Regions from separate parts of the Mus musculus genome. Here all the other regions are linked to region 3. A link is a contact called in public promoter capture Hi-C data. All regions are on one chromosome and are shown on one strand. Each heading gives the region's core, a stretch centred on a gene start, on an enhancer-like site or on the middle of the called end of the contact. The rest is flanking DNA. Distances are from core to core; before and after follow the strand shown.

Evidence for each region. Capture Hi-C pulls out chosen DNA fragments and counts their contacts.
Region 1: a promoter capture Hi-C map of adipose tissue shows a contact between it and region 3. The contact joins two enhancer-like sites. A contact is called at or near these places in 3 of 39 promoter capture datasets (embryonic stem cells, pre-B cells and stem cell-derived epiblast-like cells) and 1 of 9 other capture datasets (adipose tissue).
Region 2: a contact with region 3 is called in a promoter capture Hi-C map of adipose tissue. The contact joins two enhancer-like sites. A contact is called at or near these places in 1 of 39 promoter capture datasets (embryonic stem cells), 1 of 115 datasets of contacts at active chromatin or transcription factors (pancreatic cancer cells) and 1 of 9 other capture datasets (adipose tissue).

What each region holds. Positions count from the first base shown.
Region 1 is chr17:26,751,578-26,755,632 of GRCm38.p6, forward strand. All of the region lies in intron 4 of Crebrf (CREB3 regulatory factor), which reads left to right. Among named protein-coding and RNA genes, the nearest start is that of Bnip1, 27 kb to the right of the region's middle. Within about 2 kb of position 2,079, at least 69 of the 459 cell types and tissues checked have an H3K27ac peak or open chromatin away from gene starts, as enhancers often do. A contact at or near this core is called in adipose tissue, where this site is marked.
Region 2 is chr17:26,383,570-26,387,212 of GRCm38.p6, forward strand. No RefSeq gene overlaps it. Among named protein-coding and RNA genes, the nearest start is that of Neurl1b, 29 kb to the right of the region's middle. Within about 2 kb of position 1,907, at least 10 of the 459 cell types and tissues checked have an H3K27ac peak or open chromatin away from gene starts, as enhancers often do. A contact at or near this core is called in adipose tissue, where this site is marked.
Region 3 is chr17:26,619,548-26,623,275 of GRCm38.p6, forward strand. All of the region lies in intron 3 of Ergic1 (endoplasmic reticulum-golgi intermediate compartment (ERGIC) 1), which reads left to right. Among named protein-coding and RNA genes, the nearest start is that of Gm41553, 20 kb to the right of the region's middle. Within about 2 kb of position 1,779, at least 132 of the 459 cell types and tissues checked have an H3K27ac peak or open chromatin away from gene starts, as enhancers often do. A contact at or near this core is called in adipose tissue, where this site is marked.

The sequences.
Region 1 (4,055 bases), core at 829-3,328, 130 kb after region 3:
CCTTCCTGCTTGTCCAGATGTCTGTTAAACTCTTTTTTTTTTTTTTTTTTTTTTGATTCTTTTTTTTTTTTTTTTCCCATTTTTTATTAGGTATTTAGCTCATTTACATTTCCAATGCTATACCAAAAGTCCCCCTTACCCACCCACCCCCACTCCCCTACCCACCCACTCCCCCCCTTTGGCCCTGGCGTTCCCCTGTACCGGGGCACACAAAGTCTGCGTGTCCAATGGTCCTCTCTTTCCAGTGATGGCCGACTAGGCCATCTTTTGATACATATGCAGCTAGAGTCAAGAGCTCAGGGGTACTGGTTAGTTCATAATGTTGTTCCACCTATAGGGTTGAAGATCCCTTTAGCTCCTTGGGTACTTTCTCTAGCTCCTCCATTGGGAGCCCTGTGATCCATCCATTAGCTGACTGTGAGCATCCACTTCTGTGTTTGCTAGGCCCCGGCATAGTCTCACAAGAGACAGCTACATCTGGGTCCTTTCGATAAAATCTTGCTAGTATATGCAATGGTGTCAGCGTTTGGATGCTGATTATGGGGTGGATCCCTGGATATGGCAGTCTCTACATGGTCCATCCTTTCATCTCAGCTCCAAACTTTGTTTCTGTAACTCCTTCCATGGGTGTTTTGTTCCCATGTTAAACTCTTAAGTTGTTCTTCACAGTTAAGGTCACAGTTCTTCCAGTGTTCAAGGCTGCTTGGAACTTACATCTTTATGTTTCTTTGCCAACTCTGTCTCTAGCCATGTTGTTGAATACTTCATGGTTCTGATGCAGACTTTGTTAGTCAGTTTTAGTCTGCTTGCCAGATTTCAGCACACAGCCTAGTAATGCTTTTCCTGTGTTTTACAAGAGTATGGGTTGGCAAGTTTTTGTTGTTACTGTTTTTGTCTTGTGTGGTTTTTTTCTTTTCATTTCAGTAGAGTCAACTTATCCTTTTTAGTAGTGTGTGGCTTCCTCTTCCCTTTAGCACCACCACAAGTCTCAACAAAAGGTGAAGCTGGACTCCTTTGAACGTTGTGTCAGACAAAGCACATCACTCTTGTAGTTGCTTACCAGCAAAGATCAAACTTGCTGGTCAGGAAAAATTCTTCCTTATCTTGGATTGTGGCCTTTCTGGGATTCATAGTATCTGAGGGATCAGCAGGTGTGTGCCCTGCCCCATAAGGGTCTTTATGGAAGACTGTGTCTAGACACCACTTCCATTGTAAGGGGCAGATCAGAAAGGTCCTCCTTTGCTTTATACATTTCTGTTTTCCTTACTATTAGACTCTGGATGTGTAGCTCCCATCCACATCTTCAAACAGCTGGCATCTAGCTTTTCCCAGTTTATTACCCAGAGATTCTTCTAACAGATTATGCTGGGATGCCCACCATATTTGATTTACATTTTTAGTTTTTTGAGATCACATAGGTGAATTCAAGAAAACTCAGTCTCCATGACACCATTTCCATCTTCTCAGAATTTTGATTTATACAGCGACTACACGTTTTTAAGTCTGTCTAGCCATATCCTCTTTCCTTTTCTTCCATAGCGTTTTCTCCTTGAGCAGCTAGGCAGTGGCTTTATGTATTAGAAGGTATTTAGTGTAATCTGGTGCTCTTCCTGGATCTAAGTGATAATGCTGCTTAATGTCTTAATGAATGAATATGCCATCTAAATTCATTCACTTTCACTTGACTTGAAGTGAAGCTTTGGGTTAGGATTACTTGTGCAGTATTCTAAATGTTAGTGAATGACATACTTGCACCATAAATTAACACAATTTTGTAGAACTTATTTGGGCTTTAAATTTTTTGGGGGGATACAAATTATTTCTTTTCTTGAAAGAAAGATTTAAACCAACTTGAGGGGTGCAAAAGGAAATTGTGGCTGAGAAATAGGAAGACATTTTTTGAATCAATAAAATAAGGCTAGTTATACTCCTGTCAGAGCAGTAGTCTGGGGTTGAGTGAGTGGTTTACAAAGATCCTTTTGTGATGACCAGCTCCTGAAATTCTGTTTCTTGGCAAATGGCTATGCAGTTGATGATCTTGCAAAGTTCCAGGAGAGGTGCAAAAATCAAGTTTCAGTTTCTCTTCTGAACCAACTGCCGAGTGCTAATAGAGCCTATTCTGTAGACTGGCTACAACTGGTTCGGGTTGTTAGATTGCATGGTTCAAGAACAAGAACTCACTTCCTTAAAAATGAGAGGTTATTTTTTAATTCTCATGAATGTTTTTCACAGTTGACTTTGCTTGTAGTCTGTTCAGACCATAGCTGTGTGGCTGGATGTTTTGTAAATATGGCATTCTTACTTTCTTTTTGTTGTCATTGTTTGGTTTTTTTGAGGCACGAGATCTACTGTAGTTCAGGCTGGCCTAGATTTGATATATACCTTCAGTTGACTTTGAACTCCTGATCCTCTCACCTCTACTTCCCAAGTGCCAGGATATATAGTGAACTACACTATATATCCTATCCTATCCTAATTTAATCATGTCAACAAGAAATGAGTTAGATAATTATGGCAGTATATCAACAAAAGAGAAGCAGGGTCAAGAAGAGAATCAAGAAATCATTTATCAAAACATGTTTTAGTATCTTTTATGTTAGGCATTGCATATATTAGGTATTAATTATATGTAAATTAATGGAATCCTTGCCTTAACAGAATTTAGAGTTGAACAGATGTATTTGCTCTTGGGATTTTTCAGTCATTCTTCCCTCCCATTGTAGTGGTGGGGATTGAGCCTTCAGCCTTCCACGTGGTGTGCCATAGCTACTCCACCATGAAGCAGCCTCCCCAGATCCTCTGAAAGTCATGCTTTTATTTTTATTTTTTGAGACAGGGTCTCTCTGTAGCCCTGGGTCCTGGAACTCACTATGTAGACCAGGCTAGCCCTGAACTAATAAATCTGCCTGTTCTTGCCTCCTGAATACTGGGATTAACTGCGTGTACCACTCTAGCAGGCTCTTTCAGAGTGTGTTAATATGTTTCTGTGCTCTGTGGCTTGGCCAGCCAGGGATGGAGGAGCATGGTTTTGTAAAACTTAACTTGGCCACAGATTCATTTTGAGTGGTGGTGGTTAGACTTCTGTTATAGACAAGAGTTCCTCTGGGCAAATTTTGTGAGAAGAATGAGTGGCTGTGGATGTTAGATCAGTGAGTAAGCATGTCAGTTTTCATTTTACTTGGTTCCATGGCCTTTATATTGAACAGTGTGTGGCTGGACACACTCTGTGAGTTGGGAGCGGAAAGGTAATAAATTTATAGGACATGCTAGTAGAAAAGATTGGGTCAGAAAGCTGCCAGCTCCTAAATGCTCCTTGGGAGCATTGAACACAGAAGTAAATCTAGTACCTGTTTTGGGTGGGATGAAGAAATAAACATTGCTGTGACTATGAATTTGGCATACAGTGAGCAAGACTTTTAGACCACTCAACCAGTTAGGTAGAATAGTGCAATGTGGACCCAAAGCTGGGCTCCCTGAATCCTAAGAGCTGACCCAGCTCAGTTTTGCTATTCGTGCCAGGCTCCTCTCATCATGTCATTCTGTGCAGCTGAGGCAGTCAATTCTTAGAAACATCAAATGAGTTCCATGAGCATTGAGTGAATAAACGAGTCTTGCCACCTGCAGACTAGCAAAGGTAGATGCTAAGGGAACATACTGAAATATGGTGGGAAAGGGGCTTGCTTAAGAAAGTGGAATGAAGTCTGTCCCTATGCTTTGGACTGGGTAGAACAAGATGTGTAAAACACTGGTTATGGGTGCTGGTAGGGAGACAAGATTTTTTTGGTTGCATCTTTCTGTTTGGGGTTGTGTAATCTCTGTAAGCAGTAATGTTTTGCTTAGTTTACTGTGGAGCAAGCACCAACTAAAAATGCCTCAGCTGGTGGCATGTGACCCTTTACTCTGTTCTAAAGATAGGTTAGTAACAAGAACAAGGTGAAATCCTTTACAATAAAATATATACTCTACACCATTTTTAAAAGATATTATTTCGTTTATCTATCTCTCTTTGTATATTGTGTGTGTGTAGGTGCCATAGTGCATGTATGGAGGTCAGA
Region 2 (3,643 bases), core at 657-3,156, 240 kb before region 3:
GGAATCTCCTACCCATGTTTTCAATATTTACTTTCTTCTGAGAACCTGTGCAAAGGTCAGGGGTTGTATTTTAAACCACACTGAAAAGGGAAACAGTCTGGAGCAATAGCATTTCCATGCTGGACCAAGGCGGAGAGGAGGCCCAAGCAAAGGGCTTCTCAGGGAGATTTTGCACCAGTGAGTTCCACAGAAGCAGATGTGTAGAAGAACCGGGGCCTTTGAGGGACTCTGACTGTCTCCTCACAGAGCCCCTCTAAGCTCTTTAACAGGACCTCCAGGAACTAGGGTGTAGTGACTATGCATAGCAGAGACTGTTCACGGAGCCAGCGAGGGCAAAGAAACTGGGTTGAAGTCCCTGGTCCATGTGTGGTTCATCCTGCTAGTCTTGAAAGATGCTTTCAGGGATGTGGGTTTCATGGCCAAGGTACCTTGGAAAGATGGCGGGCAACTCACTGTGGCCTGAGGATTAATAGGCAGCTGGGCTGCTGTGATCAGACATCGTGGCTGCCCACCGACAAAGTTCATCCCTCACCACTTGGCCGTCCTGATGGCCGCTTCCTGCATAGGAGGCCTGAGCAGAAGCTCTACATGGGCAAAGTCTGTGCCCTGTGGGAGGCTGATGGGACGTAACATGCAGCTCTCCCTTCTTCTCATTGCTGAGTGAGCTAGAAAGATGCATCTGATCCAGAGCCGAGCCAGGCAATGCATACCAGGGTGCAGGCCTTGGATCCATGTCCTTCCTGCTTGCAAGCCAGGGCTCCAAGAATTGTATTTCCTTGGCTGTTTTTTTTTTTCCCTAAGTAAAGATAATGAGAAAACCTGCTTTGCAGGTTTCTATGAGAATCAGATAAGAAAGCCTACATGGACACCTTAGACCAGCAGTTCTCAGCCTGTTGGGGGCATTGAGCAACTTTTTCACAGGGGTCATCTAAGACCACAGGAAAACATAGATATTTACATTAGAATTTGTGATAATAGCAAGATTGCAGTTATGTTGGGAGCCGCCCCCACATTCGCCGTTACAAGATGGCGCTGACATCCTGTGTTCTAAGTGGTAAACAAATAATCTGCGCATGTGCCAAGGGTGTTTTATGACTACTTGTGCTCTGCCTTCCCCGTGACGTCAACTCGGCCGATGGGCTGCAGCCAATCAGGGAGTGACACGTCCGAGGCGAAGGAGAATTCTCCTTAAGAGGGACGGGGTTTCGTTTTCTCTCTCTCTTGCTTCTTGCTCTCTTGCTTCTTGCTCTCTTGCTTCTTACACGCTTGCTCCTGAAGATGTAAGAAATAAAGCTTTGCCGCAGAAGATTCTGGTCTGTGGTGTTCTTCCTGGCCGGTCGTGAGAACGCGTCTAATAACACAGTTATGAAGTAACAACGAAAATAATTTCATGGTTGACGGTCACCACCACACAAGGCCACCAGTTACGAAGGCTGAGAATGATTGCTTTGGATGAAGGAATTGACCTTCTGGCTTTCAAGAACTTGCTGGGCGTTTTTACTAGATATGAAGACTTAGAGAATCTAGAAGGGTTGGTAACAAAAGCGGCTATTTGGAGACCCTGATGGGAAATGATATTCACTAGTGAACCAGAGAAATGTACAGAGTGGTGGACGGGGGCTGGGGAGATAGAGAGACATCAGCTGGCCATGCGAGGATCTGCTGGCTGCAATCCTGAGTCCAGGAAGTCCTCTCCCTTCCACCGTGCTCCCCACTTCCCATCCACTTCACACATCTCCAATGAGCTTAGGAGTGAGGAAGCCCTGACCAAGCCAAGGTGCCCTGAAAACCTTGCTCCACCACATGACCGCTTAACCAGGAAAAACAAAAGCTGTTGACGGAAACTCAACTTGAGCAGGACAAACGGGCCTCTCTGCCTGGCTTCCTCTCACTGGCTGGGCTCTGTCACGGCATCTCATGGTTCTTGGAGAAGGAAAAGGAAAGAGGCGTGGACAACAGAGAAAGCCAAAGTAGCCAAGAAGGAGACTCCGAATCCACATTGCTCTGCCAGGGCTGAGGGGAGACATCCAACACTCATTTGTGGGTCCCAGGGCGCTTCAAGGGTGAGAAGGTACCAGAGGGACAGAAGACACTTGCTGCTTCCCCTGCTGGAGAGAGTTCTCCTCAGCTAAGAAGCTTGGAGACATTCCAGCCCATCCCCCTCCACTCTTGACCAAGAGGCCTGAGCTGCTTGGCAGTGTAGGGAAGGTGGGCACACTATCAACAGACCTGAGGTGCTGGGGCATTGTGGAGGACCTGACAAGTTGTGGGATAGAAATGGCTCCCAATGCTGTGTCAGGGCTGAGGAGCCCGTGAAGACATTTAAAGGGTGCTGCATGGTCTGACCTGTGTTCCAGGCTGATTGTGCTAGAAGCAGCCTGAAGGTCTTACCAATGACAGGGCGTAGCTTGGTCACAAGGACAGGAAGCTGAGTCTGTGTTAAGGCCATGTTGATTCTGGTGTGATGGAGTGATTGGCTCCAAGGACTGCTAATTCTCTGTCTACCTTCCTGGCAACAGCTTCAGAGCTGAGTAGTGGGTGGTGGTGAGCAAGCCACGCTGGCTGGGATGCTCAATGGGTAGACCGGACAAAGGTAAAGATGGCTTCCAACTTAGGCAGATGATTGCTCCCAAGATAGAACTTTCTATTCTAAACCTTATTCCGCCAGCTATCTCAAGCCCTCCCTGGCTGGGTCTGGCGGTGTCTCTCCTCCCAAGCTCCTGACAGATGGCCCCTCCTCCCTCCCCTTCCTCCCTCTCCTGGATCTTTCTCAAATTTAAGCTTGGGCCATTTTTGGTATTCAAGTAAGATTCACTGACTGTATTATCTACCTGTGGTACCATGATTTTCAGAGGCTGGATCTCTTCATTCTTGGTGTGTGTGTATATGTGCCTATGTGTGTGTGTGTGTGTGTATGTGTGTGCGTGCATGTGTGCCTGTGTGTGTGTATGTGTGCCTGTGTGCCTCTGTGTGTGTGTGTGCCTGTATGTGTGTGTTTATCTTGTTAGGCAACCGAACCCGAGCCCAGGAGTAGGATTCCAGCCTAGCTTTTGGGTTGATCAACATGCACCTGGGGTAGGGCATGAAAAATAACAGTGAGGGAGCGAGGAAGAGTCTTTAATTACATTTTTTAAACCATTAAAAGCTTGCATCAGCCAGAGGTGACCACTCTTACACATTGGGGTGTTTTCTGTGCAAAACCCTGCTCTCTTTGCAACACTCTGACTATTCAGTGCTCAGCCTGGGCACCTTCTGACCTCTCCCACTCATGCACAGTCCTGCTCCCTGGGCTCCACCCTGGCCAAGGCCTTCACTGGCACACCTAGGAGCTCACCTACCAACTCTTCTGGATGTGGAAAAATAAGGGTGCTAGGGTGCCTAAGAAGTGGCTCAGTGGGTGAAGCACTTGCCTTTATGCCTGACAACCTGAGTTCGTCCCTGGGACCCATATGCGAGAAAGAACCAACTCCTGCAGGTGGTCCTTTGATCTCTATGCACATGCCACACATAAACACAAATGTATGTGCACACACAAAAAGAAAATACAAATCTTAACGTACAGTAAACTTAGTCCAGCAGCCATCTCAAGCCCTCCCTGGATGGACCTGGGGGTGTCTCTCCTCCCAGGCTCCTGACAGATGAC
Region 3 (3,728 bases), core at 529-3,028:
GGGTGGTACATCTGAAGATGATAAGAAAAGACAGTGACACTTGCATCACAAGTCTCCCTAGGGGATGCCCTGCTTTCCAGGGATCTCTGTCCTCTCCAGACAGTGTTAGCACAGTAGGAAAGGCAAAACACGAGTGCCCGGTAGGTAGCATCCTCCTCTTACTCTCCTAGGCTGTGTGATCTCAGCCAGTTATTTGTTCTGCTCGCTGAAGACACAGTGATCCTGCCCAGCACTGCTTGGCCACGTTACAGGAGCTGCCACATGCAAAAGCCCGGCATCTTCCAGCTTTTAGTGGGGCAGAATACACGTGCAGGCAGAGCTGCACTAGGCCTCTTACATGCATAATGCCCTTGACCTTCACACTGGTTTGCCATGGATTAGGGGCCCTAATATTTTATCTCATTAAATGTTGGTGTTGATAATAAAGATCATGGCTAGAGGCTGAGCATTCAACCTGTAATGAGACTGTGCTCAAGACTCTGGTTCTCATTGGCCACCTCAGCAGCCTCATTCTTGATGTATACAGAGTCATTGGGGGTTGCTGGGACATAGAGAGCATGACATTCTCATGCCACCAGCGCACCTCCTTTACCTGTTTCAGATCCCCCAGATAACTTATGCTACCCTGTGTACGTACCGTGTGCATAGTTATGGCACCATATTGTGTAAGGAGCAAGGAAAGAAGTCTGTGTATGCCCAGTACAGACTCAGTGTCTGCTTCTGAGGGGTTTTGTTGGTTTTGTTTTGTTTTTTGAGCTTCAGCTGGTTGAACCCAAGGGTAGAAACTCTATAGCAGTGGCATATCAACTGTTCTGGGAGAGAGCCCCTTTTTATTTCTGGGGAAACCGAGGCCATTGAGAACAAAACCCATTGTCCAAGCTCAGTCTACCAGGAGGCGCTGCAGCCAGGAGGCGCTGCAAACCTTGGCATCTTGGGCTCCCCTTAGCATTGTGTTCTCTCTGCCAAGCAGAGCCTGTGGTCAGCCCTGGAGAGAAAAAGAGACACGTGCTTACACCACACACACACACACACACACACACACACACACACACACACACACATGCCCTCACACCACACACACATACATACAAACACCACATATACCATACACACACACACCACGTACACATACACATGCCACGCACACACATGCGTGTACACATGCACACACAGCCTGGCCTGCTGCTTTGGCCTTTCAGTAGCCCCGAGAGGTGTTAATTCTTGCTCGTCTCCTTTTTCCCTACTGTTCCTTCACTGGTTCCCTCGGTGAGGTGTGTATGACTTACAGCAGGTGCACAAGCCCAGAACTCAGTGATCAGTGAGTCTCCCCTTCACAGTATCATCTCAGCTGAGCCAGGATGCACGAGCCATGACTTCTGCTTTCTAGAAGGTTCTTTTGCAGCTCCTCCTCCTGCCATTCTTTAGACTTCTATTGTCCTGGGTTAATTTGCTTCTTATAAACTCCACCCAGGACTTCTCCATTTACCCTGATGAGGAAGCTGGGGCTCAGAGGTGAAGCACCTGTCCCAGGTACCTCATCTTCTAAGTGGCAAAAGGCCCACACGCCTTCTTACCGTATCCTGAGCTGGCTATGGGGTGTCAGGCCAGTAAGAGTCCCTAAGCTGTAGTATACCCACAAAAATGTTCCTTTTCTTCAAAGCGAGCTGAATGTTGGCAGACTGTCAGCCTTTTAAAATCGGCTCAGCCCCAGCCAGTGGACCCGGTCAGCCTTGGCAGCCCTGCACGGACGGCTGAGGCTGCACCTGGGGTGGCAGGAAACTAGCTGGCCTGGAACATTTCCCTTGGACACAGAAGGCAGCCGTGCTGACCTCATCTGTAGGCGGTGCAGACAACTGAACCATATACATCTTACAGGCAGGGGAACAGCCAGTTCTGCCCTTACATAACCACTGGCCCAGGTTGCCACAGGCCATGCATTTATCCTCCCCTCGGGCACCTCAGCCTCTTCGTGCTGTGTGGCCCTTCAGCCCTGGCAGCTGACCACTCCGGTTCTTCTGGCTAGGAGACAGGGAGCCATGCCTGGGAGAAGCCTCCCCAGGGGCGGTGAGCTCACCTGAGCCACACCTGGGATTTGCCTCACTGCTGAGGTCATCTCCCGGGATTGCCAAGAATGACCTCATCCCATAATCCCCAAGCAGTGCGCAGATGTCTAGGTTTACCAGGTGGGAAAGGTAAGCACTCATGGAAGAGTCTCCCTGGGAAGGGGAGCCCTCTCCCTTGGCTGCTGCTCAGTTGATCACACAGCAATTTCCTTACTAGACTGGCAGTCCTTTGGAATTAAGGCTGTGGTAGACATAGGTGCTGAAAATCAGGAGGGCAGAAACAGGCCCATGGCCTGTTTGTCTTTTGCCCACTGGTACTGTCCAATACCTACCAGTACCCTGAGCAGTATCCTTCACCCTGCATAATGAGGAGAAGAAGAGGAAGCTGGGTAGCCCTGGAAAACTTGAGCGTGAGGTTCTAGCTCAGCTGTTTTGTGCTGTGCACTCTTGGGATAGAACACCCCTCCTCTGAACCTTGGTTTCCTGGGTGTAGAATAGGAACGAGGACTTTGCACAGGAGCAGATAGGGTGACACAGATGCGTTTATTTGGCTTTCTTGATTGGCATCCCTCTCACCTTTTGCTTAATGGGCCGAGTATTCAGCAGCCTGAAGAGCAAAATGTGTCTGTGGCTTTCATGTCCCCACGTATATATCTGTGGTTCCCACAAAGTAACAAACTGTTCCTGAGCCACAGTTCTCAGTAATTAAGCACTATATATCACATATATAGTATATAATATACACTAATAATAGATCACATGGGATGGGGCCTCGTCGAGACAGAATTCACTTGTTGGGCCTGATCTGTTCTTTCCCAACAGGAGCCATTCCCAGGGCTCCCTGTGTGTAGGACCCAAGGGACCTAACTGATCTGGGTTATATCATTTGTTTTATAGCTTTTTAAAGGAGAACGTTTATCTTTTGTTTGTTTGTTTGTGGGAAAATATTTTTTCTTTTTTTATTAGATATTTTCTTTATATACATACGTTTATCATTTTAAAGTGTGTGTGTGTGTATGTGTGTGTGTGTGTGTGTGTGTGTGTGTGTGTGTGTGTTCTCATTTGTAGAGGCAGAAGAGGGCATTGGTTCTAGAGCTGGGGTTGCAGACGTTGTGAGCTGCCTAATTTGGGTTCTCCCTAAATTTGAGTCCCTAAAAGAGCACTAAGTGCTCTTAACCATTGAGCCATCTCTTCAATCTCATGTTGTTTCATTTTTAATTGGCAAAATGGGGCACAAGGTAATATTTTGATAAACTGTCAGATTACCAGCTCATCTAGTTAGTATGTCTATTACCTTAAACAAAACATTTTTGCTGTCTGAGAGACATTTAAAATCTCTTCTTGCTAATTTGAAGTACACACTGTGTTGTTATTGCAGTCACCATGCCTGTGCAGTAGAACAGCAGGACTTCTGTTATCTGTATCTTCCTCTCTATTGGCCAGCATCCCTGGTCCCCATCCACGAGTGTTCAACATAGCCCAGCCCCCGTATCCAACACTGCTCAGTTGAGCAGCCTTTGAGGCTAGGCCTAGAGATGGGTGTCCTCCTCCCCGTGGGGAATTATCTAGGCAGCTAGCCTCTAAATTCAGCCCCTCTCCCTCCTTTCTGCCTCTGCTTTATCTTCGAGGGCCCCTGGCTTAGTGAGGAAGGGAAGACCTGGAAGC